Regions from separate parts of the Pan paniscus genome. Here region 2 is linked to region 1. The links are chromatin contacts, called in public Hi-C maps. All regions are on one chromosome and are shown on one strand. The core of a region is the stretch at or near the end of the contact, and the rest is flanking DNA. Distances in the headings are between cores, read along the strand shown.

What was found. A called contact is a pair of places that touch in the nucleus more often than the background predicts.
Region 2: a contact with region 1 is called in a Hi-C map of induced pluripotent stem cells, with 7 times the contacts expected there. The contact joins the promoter of AIPL1 here to the promoter of NLRP1 in region 1. A contact is called at or near these places in 2 of 3 Hi-C or Micro-C datasets (fibroblasts and induced pluripotent stem cells).

What each region holds. Positions count from the first base shown.
Region 1 is chr19:13,192,368-13,197,454 of NHGRI_mPanPan1-v2.0_pri, reverse strand. NLRP1 (NLR family pyrin domain containing 1) reads left to right here and starts at 2,674. Exons shown (of 15, transcript XM_063598918.1): 1 at 2,674-3,732; 2 at 4,568-4,744. The coding sequence starts at 3,462.
Region 2 is chr19:14,033,388-14,038,474 of NHGRI_mPanPan1-v2.0_pri, reverse strand. It overlaps AIPL1 (aryl hydrocarbon receptor interacting protein like 1), which reads left to right and starts at 2,326. Exons shown (of 6, transcript NM_001279229.1): 1 at 2,326-2,421; 2 at 3,335-3,514. The coding sequence starts at 2,326.

The DNA of each region.
Region 1 (5,087 bases), core at 1,425-3,924:
ACAGAAGGTAAACAAATAAACAAGTCTGTAACGTCAGGCAGTAATAAATGTCATGCGGAAAAATGAAGCACGGAATGGAGGAATTCTACTTTACAGAAGGTTGGATAGCACACCTCTGAATATCTGGGGAAACCATTCCAAGACAATGGAAAGACTAGTGCAAAGGCCCTGGAGTGAGAGTATTCTTGGTGTATTCAAGGAACAGGGAAAAGACTAAGAGGATCCAGTGAGGGAGGGGGATAGGGTAGGATATAATGCCGGAGAGATATCAGGGGCTAGATCATGCAGCCCCCGGGAACCATTGGGAGGACCCTGGGAGATTTGGGGAGTTGTTGTTGTTGTTTGGTTTGGTTTGGTTTGGTTTGAGACTGTGTTTCACTCTTGTCACCCAGGCTGGAGTGCAATGGTGCAATCTCAGCTCACTGCAATCTCTGCCTCCCAGGTTCAAGCAATTCTCCTGCCTCAGCCTCCTGAAGGAATACGGCGTGCGCCACCACACCCGGATAATTTTTTTTGTATTATAATTATTAGAGATGGGATTTCACCATGTTAGCCAGGCTGGTCTTGAACTCCTGGCCTCAGGTGATTTGCCCGCCTCAGCCTCCCAAAGTGCTGAGACTACAGGCATGAGCCACTGTACCTGGCCGGATTTGGGAAGTTTTTTAATATTATGTCATAGGGACAGGGTCTTGCCATGTTTCCCAGACTGGTCTTGAACTCCTGGCCTCAAGCGATCCTCCCACCTCAGCCTCCCAAAGTGCTGGGATTACAGGCACGAGTCACCACACCTTTGGTTGGACTTTGGTTTTTACTCAGAGTGAGATGGAGTATGGGAAAGTTTTGAGCTGAGAAGTGACCTGACCTAATTTATGCTTTAAGTGGATAATTCTGGCTTCTAGACTGAGAGTAGACAGTAAAGGGGCAGCATCAGCATGGGTGGAGAACATGTGGAAGGCTAGCACAGTGATCCCAGTAAGAGACGACTGAAGGCTGGACCAGCAGCCCCAGTGGGCGTGGTGGGAAGGGTCAGGTTTCTGATCTATTTAACAGGTTGAGTGGATCTCCAGCGGCCAGTGATTTAATGAATTATGCCTATGAAGTGAAACCTCCAAGAAAACCCCACAGTCTTGTTTGTTTGGGGTTTGGAGAGCTTCCAGGTTAGTGAAGCAGGGAGGGGCAGGGAGAGTAGGGTGCCCGGGAGGGCAAGGAAGCGCTGTGCCCCTCCCCCACCCACACCTGGACCTCGGCATCTCTTCCGTTGGGCTATTCCTGAGTCGTATCCTCCATCATGAACCGATAATAATAAATAAAGTGCTTTTCTCAGTCCTGTGAGTCATTTCAGCAAATTATTGAACCTGCCGGGGACTGTGGGAACCCTTGAATTTGTCACCAAGTCAGACAGAGATGCCAGTGGTCTGGGCACCCCATTTGCAACTGGCATCTGATATGAGGCCAGCTCTTCACTGAAACCCTAAACCTGTGGGGTTTGATGCCGACTCCAGGCAGTCAGTGTCAGAATTGCACTGTAGGACACCAGTTGGTGTCTAGAGAGTTGGTGCCAGAACTGGCTGGTGTGAGGAGGAAAAAAAGCCCACACAGCCCTCCTCCAGGCCATTCCTCCCGCTACATGGAGTCTCACGGTCCTTCACGGAGTGCTCAGAGCCTCCCGATCATCCCGCTTTTAGCACAGCACTTTTCCACTTCTGGTCAATCTGATATTAGAATGTCCTACAATGTGCTTATTAGCCATTTTTTAAAACTAACATTTATAAAATTTATTTAGGCCAGGCACGGAGGCTCACACCTATAATCCCAACATTTCGGGAGGCCGAAGTGGGCAGATCACCTCGGATCAGCCTGGCTAACATGGTGAAACCCCATCTCTACTAAAAATACAAAAAAATTAGCCAGGCGTGGTGGTGAGTGACTGTAATCCCAACTGCCCAGGAAGCTGGGCTGAGGCAGGAGAATCGCTGGAACCCAGGAGGTGGAGGGAGCTTGCAGTGAGCCGAGATCTTGCCACTGCACTCCAGCCTGGGCAAGAGAGAGAGACTCTAAGACCTTTTGCTGAATTGAAGCCTCTTGGTAAACCTATGATGTCCCATTTAATAGATGGGCAAACTGAGGCTCAAAGAAATAAATCAGGCACATAAGGAATCCTTGTCCAAGCAAGCCGTGGGTTGAAGCCTGGGCTCTGCCAGTCCAAGTGAAACCAAAGCATCTCCAGAAATTCCTGGTGGTGTGTTACATCAGCAAATGAGTAGGTAATGTCATTCCTCAACCTGAAGTCATTGGCATCTTGCAGATTCCACGAAAGAGGAAGTCTGCACCTGGCTCCCCGAGGCCTGCTTGCAGGAATGAGGAAGGGGCTGTTCTGCTTTCAGGTGGAAATGTTCACCAGCTAAGTGCTGGGCTGCCCAGAAGGCAAACAGCCCCCTGGGCCTGGGACACATGCTTTAGTGCCCCTGGTAGCATGGCAGGACATGCAGTGCAACTCAAGAAGCTCCCAAAACCATGAGAGGCTGGGAAAAATGTTCCCTGGCCCAGTTCTGATGTTTCCCAATAAGGAGCTGCCCAGGCAGACACAGGGGGCCCCACCCATCCTGAGAGGCTGGGCCTGGGCTGCAGACACAACTGCTTGGAGAGTCTGCATCCTGGCTCTGCAGACAGGCTGTAGATGATGGGCTGGCGGAGTGCCCATGTGGAGGTGCACACACCGTGTTCAGTATGGGCCTGTACCTGCTGCAGCGTCAGCTGGTCTGGGCCTGTGCTCCTGGTCCGCCTATAGATGCCATGTGGCCCATCTGAATCTGTGACTCTCAGTCTGGCCTACCCAGGCCTGGTTTGATCCTACCCCCTGGCCACGCCCCTTGTGGGTTTCCTCTGGGTGACGTTTCCTTCCTGCTCTTGTTGACTAGGCGCTGTTCTTGCTGGCTGGTGCCCCAGGGCCTGGAGAGGTCTGAAGAAACCTGGGAGCCAGCAGCCCTGGGCTCCGCTCTGGGTTCTGAAAGCCCATTCCATGCTCTGCGGCTCCTCCCACCCCACCTCTTCTCAGCCTTGCAGCTCAAGGGTTGATCTCAGGAGTCCAGGACCCAGGAGAGGGAAGAATCTGAGGAACACAGAACAGTGAGCGTTGCCCACACCCCATCTCCCGTCACCACATCTCCCCTCACCCTCACCCTCCCTGCCTGGCCCTGGACCCCATCCCAGGACCTCCCTATCAGCTGACTTCTTCCAGTGTCTCGCAGGCCCCTCTGGGCTCCTCCTTCCCCTGGCTTTTCCTACCACTCCCCCTCTATCGGCGTCTATCTGTAGGTGCCCTGGGATTTATAAAACTGGGTTCTGAATGCTGAATAAGAGACGGTAAGAGCCAAGGCAAAGGACAGCACTGTTCTCTGCCTGCCTGATACCCTCACCACCTGGGAACATCCCCCAGACACCCCCTTAACTCCGGGACAGAGATGGCTGGCGGAGCCTGGGGCCGCCTGGCCTGTTACTTGGAGTTCCTGAAGAAGGAGGAGCTGAAGGAGTTCCAGCTTCTGCTCGCCAATAAAGCACACTCCAGGAGCTCTTCGGGTGAGACACCCGCTCAGCCAGAGAAGACGAGTGGCATGGAGGTGGCCTCGTACTTGGTGGCTCAGTATGGGGAGCAGCGGGCCTGGGACCTAACCCTCCATACCTGGGAGCAGATGGGGCTGAGGTCACTGTGCACCCAAGCCCAGGAAGGGGCAGGTGAGTGGACAGAGGACCCCACTGCCCGCAGGACATCCCCTGGCCCTCATGCCTGCCCTGCCCTCTTGGGACCCCACCACTGAGCCCTCCCTGCCAGGCCTTCCTCTGAGCAGTGACACGGAACTGCCCTCTCAAAGGGGGATCCAGGCCCCAGACTACGCTGGAGCCAGGAGGCTTGCTGGGGGGCCCCTGCTGCACCTCAGAGCCCCACACCCTCTTCTATTCAAGTGCATTCCCGGTACTCGCCTGGCATTGTAGTTATGAGCACGGACTTGGGAGTCAGGCACTATCACCAGTCCTGGCACTATCACCCTGGGCCAATCACTTCACTGCTCTCTGCCTATTTCTCTGTCTGCAAAATGGGAGAGTGAGAGCCCGCCTCCCTGGGCTGTGTGAGGGTTAAAAGAGATCATCCAGGTTAAACATTTAGCACAGAGTCTGATATACAGTAAGTGCTCAATAAATAAGATCTCCCATTGCTGTTGTTGCTGCTGCTGCTGCTGCTGTTATTATTACTATTAGCCACCCTGGGTTGCAGATGCCGTTGGCCCAATAAAGCACAGCTGAGGCTCAGTAGGAGTAGTGATTTACACAGGGAGATAGAACCAAGACAGATATGCAAATTTCCTGATCCTAGATCAGGATTTTTTTGCCTAGCAGTATCTATAAGAACATCATTCTTCAGACAAGCCTCTAGAGGAAGTTGTAGAGGGCTGCAGCGGGTTCACTGGTGTATCCTGACCTCTCTTGGTTGAGAGAGGAGACCAGCTCAGTTCCCTGGCACCTGCCCCTGCCCCTCTGATGTGTCTCCAACCTCTTTGTCTCTTTCCTGTAGGCCACTCTCCCTCATTCCCCTACAGCCCAAGTGAACCCCACCTGGGGTCTCCCAGCCAACCCACCTCCACCGCAGTGCTAATGCCCTGGATCCATGAATTGCCGGCGGGGTGCACCCAGGGCTCAGAGAGAAGGGTTTTGAGACAGCTGCCTGACACATCTGGACGCCGCTGGAGAGGTGAGGTGTGCTGAGTCAGGCTGACAGCCCTGGGTGGAGCTGTGAATCAGCTGGTGGGCCCCACCCAGAGGATCATGTCTGTGCATGGGGACCTGACATGGGGGACAGCAGAGGAAGGATAGGGGAGCCAGGATGGGCTGTGAGAGGTAGGCCTGAAATTGATCTTTCAGGGACCTTCCGGTGCTGAGATTGCATCCCTCCCCGTGTGGCAGATGGGGAAGCTGAGACCCATGTGGGTCAGGCAATGAGTCTTCCCCAACTGGGTGCCCAACTCGTGACATGGTCCTTGCCCGAGAACTCAGCTCATAATATTGATGGGCTCTGAAGATCCTTAGGGTCAGGG
Region 2 (5,087 bases), core at 1,077-3,576, 840 kb before region 1:
CACCAAGAACCTTTACCCTTACTATCTGCCTAAAAAGTATTTCTTAGTAATTCCTGTATTAGTTTTACTAAGTATCCATTTTACCTATGCATGCAGACCTCTCTAGGTTGCCGTGTGGCTGGAGAAAGGATGGAAGAGAGAAGGGGAAGGTTTTCAGCAGCCTTCTGCCTTCCAGGGATGGAGACTGGACCCTTGGGGATCTGGCCAGGATTCCCCGGCCCTGACCAGTTGGCCCAGGTTTGGTCTCCTCTATACCAATGGCTCCTCATGGGAAGCAAGACTTTCATGAGTGCTGGATTTCAGGGTGCCATTCACTGCTGCAGCCCTCCCAACTTCCCCTGAGAAGGAGCAGGAGAGGTCAATTTTCTCCTTTCAGTTGGGAAAATGCAGTTAGAGAAAACGAGAGACATCCAAGGCAACAAGGTCAGTAAATAGGAAAGGATCAGCCCTTTGAACTTAGCTGTATCTGGCTCAGTCCAGTTTTCTTCTTCTTCTTCCTTCTTCTTCCCTCTTCCCTCCTCCTCCTCCTCTTCCTCCTCCTCCTCCTCTTCCTTCTCCTTCTTCTTCTTCTTCTGACAGTCTCACTCTATGCCCCAGGCTGGAGTGCAGCAGCATGATCTTGGTGCACAGCAACCTTCATCTCCTGGATTCAAGCGATTCTCCTGCCTCAACCTCCTGAGTAGCTGGGATTACAGGTGCCCACCACCACATCCGACTAAGTTTTGTAATTTTAGTAGAGATGGGGATTCATCATGTTGGCCAGGCTGGTCTCTAACTCCTGATCTGAGGTGATCCACCTGCCTTGGCTCCCAAAGTCCTAGGATTACAGCCATGAGCCACTGCGCCCAGCCTAGTCTAGCATTTTTTGTTTTGTTTTGTTTTTTTGAGACAGAGTCTCGCTGTGTTGCTCAGGCTGGAGTGCAGTGGCACGGTCTCAGCTCACTGCAACCTCCGCCTCCAGGGTTCAAGCGAGGCTCCTGCCTCAGCCTCCTGAGTAGCTGGGATTACAGGTGCGCACCACCATGCCTGGGTAATTTTTGTATTTTTAGTACAGACTACTAAAAATACAAAACTCCTGACCTCAGGTGATCCACCTACTTCAGCCTCCTTAGTCCCGTGTTTTTCTCTCTCCCTGTAGCAGAGTCCTGCACCCCTTCCCTCTGCAACCAGTGAGCCTGGTGTCAGGAAGAGAATGGTTTTGTGGAGCTGAGTCCAGCGCCCTCAGGGTGCGGAGGTGTAGGAGCTTGAACTGGCCACACGGTGGTGCCAAACACCAGGTCTTCGCATTTATGTTTCCCAGCCCTTCTGGGCGTCCCTGATGCCCTCAATAAACTCTGCCTGGTTCCCAGGGCACAGGGCTAAGGGCCTCCAAAGGGGAGGGGAGGGGAGGGGAGGGGAGGGGATACCCACCCTTCCCCCAGCCAGACCTTGCAGGGGAGGCAGGAGCGGGGCTGCGGAGGGCGCCTCAACTTTACCCAAACCCACCCCGCCTTTCGTTCTCCGTCTTCCTTCCCTCCCAAGCCAGAAACCTGTCGCCTCTTCCCTTGGGCCACCATCGCAGGGCCTCCTGAAGGCAGATTCTGGGCAGGGGAGGGGGAACAGGGAAAGTAGGAAGGTGGCTGGATGGCAAAGGGCAGCTGCCACCCCGGCTGGCCTGGGGTCCTCGGGGACTTAGAGTCTGGGCCCAGCCCATGCCTCCCCTCCTTTTCCCCTTCAGTGGCCTCCAGGCCTCTCTCCACATCGCCAGGCTGGAGTGCAGTGGCGCTATCTCGGCTCACTGCAACCTCCGCCTCCCGGGTTCAAGTGATTCTCCTGCTTCAGCCTCCCGAGTAGCTGGAACTACAGGCGCCCGCCACCACCCCCGGCTAATTTTTGTATTTTTCGTAGTGATGGGGTTTCACCATATTAGCCAGGATGGTCTCTATCTCTTGACCTCGTGATCTGCCCGCCTCGGCCTCCCAAAGTGCTGGGATTACAGGCGTGAGCCACCGTGCCTGGTCCCCTGTCTTCTTTAAGAAAGCTCAGCGGACCTTTTTCCTTCTTGGGGTGGAACAAAAAGCCAAATCTAGCACAACCCTGGGCAGGGGCCCAGAATCACTGGAAGCAAAGGTGGATGGGATAGGAGGCGAGGCTGCCTGTGGACCACAGGCCCGGCCCGAGTGGCTCTGATGAGAAGCCGGGGCGCCTAGGTCACCGCCCCCACCGTCTGCCCTTCCCCCCACTCCTCCTGGCTGGGTAAATCCCAGAGTCTCAGCCGCCTAAGGGTCTTCCCCGGAGGTGAGATTATCTCCGCCTGTGCTGGACACCTCCCTTTCTCCTGCAGCCATGGATGCCGCTCTGCTCCTGAACGTGGAAGGGGTCAAGAAAACCATTCTGCACGGGGGCACGGGCGAGCTCCCAAACTTCATCACCGGATCCCGAGTGAGTGGGGCCCCTCCGGAGCAGACAGGGTCCCCCACAGCAGCCTTCAACATTCCAGGTGTGCCCCAAGGCACTGTAAACAGCTTTCAGCTGTGCCAAAAAAACAGCCAGGCAGCCCCAGCGCTGGGCCTCCGGGAAGCTCCCAGCGTTTACCCCATTCAGGGGGCATTTTTGGTACTTTGCAGATTCAACTTTAGCATGGGCTGAGGGGAAGGGCTTTTGGGAATTTTCTGGAGCCCTAAATGTTGACTGAGAAGAAAGGGAGTCCGAGGGTTCTTGGTATTTGTCCCCAAATGTCTGTTGGGCTTCCCTGGACTGAAGGGTGCATCTGTGGCTACAGAATTCGGGCTTTGGCCAGGCGAGGCGGCTCCTGCCTGTAATCCCAGCACTTTGGGAGGCCAAGATGGGCGGATCATGAGGTCAAGAGTTCGAGACCAGCCTGACCAACATGTGAAACCCCGTCTCTACTGAAAACACAAAAATTAGCCAGATGTGCTGGGCGCCTGTAATCCCAGTTCAGATACTCAGGAGACTGAGGCAGGAGAATCACTTGAGCCCAGGAGGTGGAGGTTGCAGTGAGCCGAGATCATACCACTGCACTCCAACCTGGGCAACACAGTGAGACTCTGTCTCAAAAAAAAAAAAAAAAAAAAAAGAACTCGGGTTTCTTTGAGGAAGGATTTCTGGACGCACAGGGCTGTGGGGAGTGGAATGGGGTCTGTAGGGAGGGGTGGGTCCCTCCTCCCTGGGGGGTGCAGGCAGGGTGGAGGTGCTCCAGGGGTCTGAGGCATCTGATGGGATGAACTGAGTGAGCTGACCCTGGGGACAGCCCTGGGTGTCGGTGGCAAGGGGGTGGCTTCTGCCGGGCCTTGAACGGTGTGTCTAGAGCAGAGTGCACCGTCTCGGTGACCAGGTGATCTTTCATTTCCGCACCATGAAATGTGATGAGGAGCGGACAGTCATTGACGACAGCCGGCAGGTGGGCCAGCCCATGCACATCATCATCGGAAACATGTTCAAGCTCGAGGTCTGGGAGATCCTGCTTACCTCCATGCGGGTGCACGAGGTGGCCGAGTTCTGGTGCGATACCATCGTAAGTAGGCCCTGCGCGCCTGTCTCCTGGGACTAGTCTTTTCTGGGCTCACCCACCCACTTTGCGGGGCTGTTGTGTTTCGGGAAAGCTGGGACTCAAGCAAAGCTTTGCAAAGCCAGTCCTGCAACCTTATTCCCCACCGCTGTGCATGTGAAGATGGAGGGAACAAGGGCTGGAAGGGGTGACCCATGCTGTGGCTGGCTGGTGGGGAGCAGGGCTATGCCCAGCAGGAGTGAGCTGGCCCACTTCACAGTCCTCACATTTGTGTGTGTGTGTGTGTGTGTGAGAGAGAGAGAGAGAGAGATAGGGTCTCGCTCTGTCACCCAGGCTGGAGTGCAGTAGCGTAATTATGGCTCACTGCAGCCTCAACTTCCCGGGCTCAGGTGATCCTCCCACTTCAGCCTTCCAAGTAGTTGGGACTACAGGCGCACCACCACACCTCATTTTTGTATTTTTTGTAGAGACAGAGTTTTGCCACGTTGGCCAGGCTGGTCCTAAACTCTTGGGCTTAAGCAATCCTCCTGTCTCGGCCTCCCAGAGTGCTGGAATTATAGGCATGAGCCATCTTGCCCGGCTAAGTCCTTGCTTTTTATACAGCATGATTAGACCTGGAGATTTTATACAGCATGATTAGAGCAGCACTGGTCACTTTTTTGCCCTCCTCCTCACATTGCAGGTTTGCCCTCCTATTTATGGCACTCCGTAAATTACTCCTATAAGTTAGCTTCCTTGCCTTATGGCAAAACTCACTGACCTTTAGGCAACGTTTCTTATGGGAACTTTCAAACATATACAAAAATCAACAGAAAGAATAATGAACTTACGAGTACCTGTCACCCAGTGCCGGCCACCATCAACCCGCGGCTGGTCTTGCTTCATCTCCCAACCCACCCACTTCCCTTCCTTGTCCTGCGTGGTTAAACCAAATGCCAGACACCGTATCATTTCATCTGTAAATACTAAAATTTGTATCTCTAAAATATGAGGATATCCCAGCACTTTGGGAGACTGAGGCGGGCAGATCACGACGTCAGGAGTTCGAGACCAGCCTGACCAACATGGTGAAACCCCGTCTCTACCAAAAATACAAAAATTAGCTGGGCGTGGTGGCACATGCCTGTAATCCCAGCTACTCAGGAGGCTGAGGCAGGAGAATCACTTGAACCCGGGAGGCAGAGGTTGCAGTGAGCTAAGATCATGCCACTGAACATCAGTCTGGCGACAGAGTGAGACTCCATCTAAAAAAAAAAAAAAAAAAAAAAGAGGATATTAAAGAAACTTTACCATTGTACCATTATGAAATCTTTTAAAAACTCCAGTAATTCCTTAAAGCCATCTAATATCCAGTCACTGTTAAGTTTTCTTTGGTTGACTCCTTTTATTCTTTATAAATGAATGAGTTTGGTTTGTTTAAATCAACAACCGAACAAACAAAGTCTCTGCATAGTGCTTTGTTGATGCATCTCTCAAGTGCCTTTTTATCTATAGGTCTACTTCCTTCTTTTCTGTCTTTCTTTTGTTTTTTGAGCGGAGTCTTGCTCTGTAGCCAGGCTGGAGTGCAGTAGCGCGATCT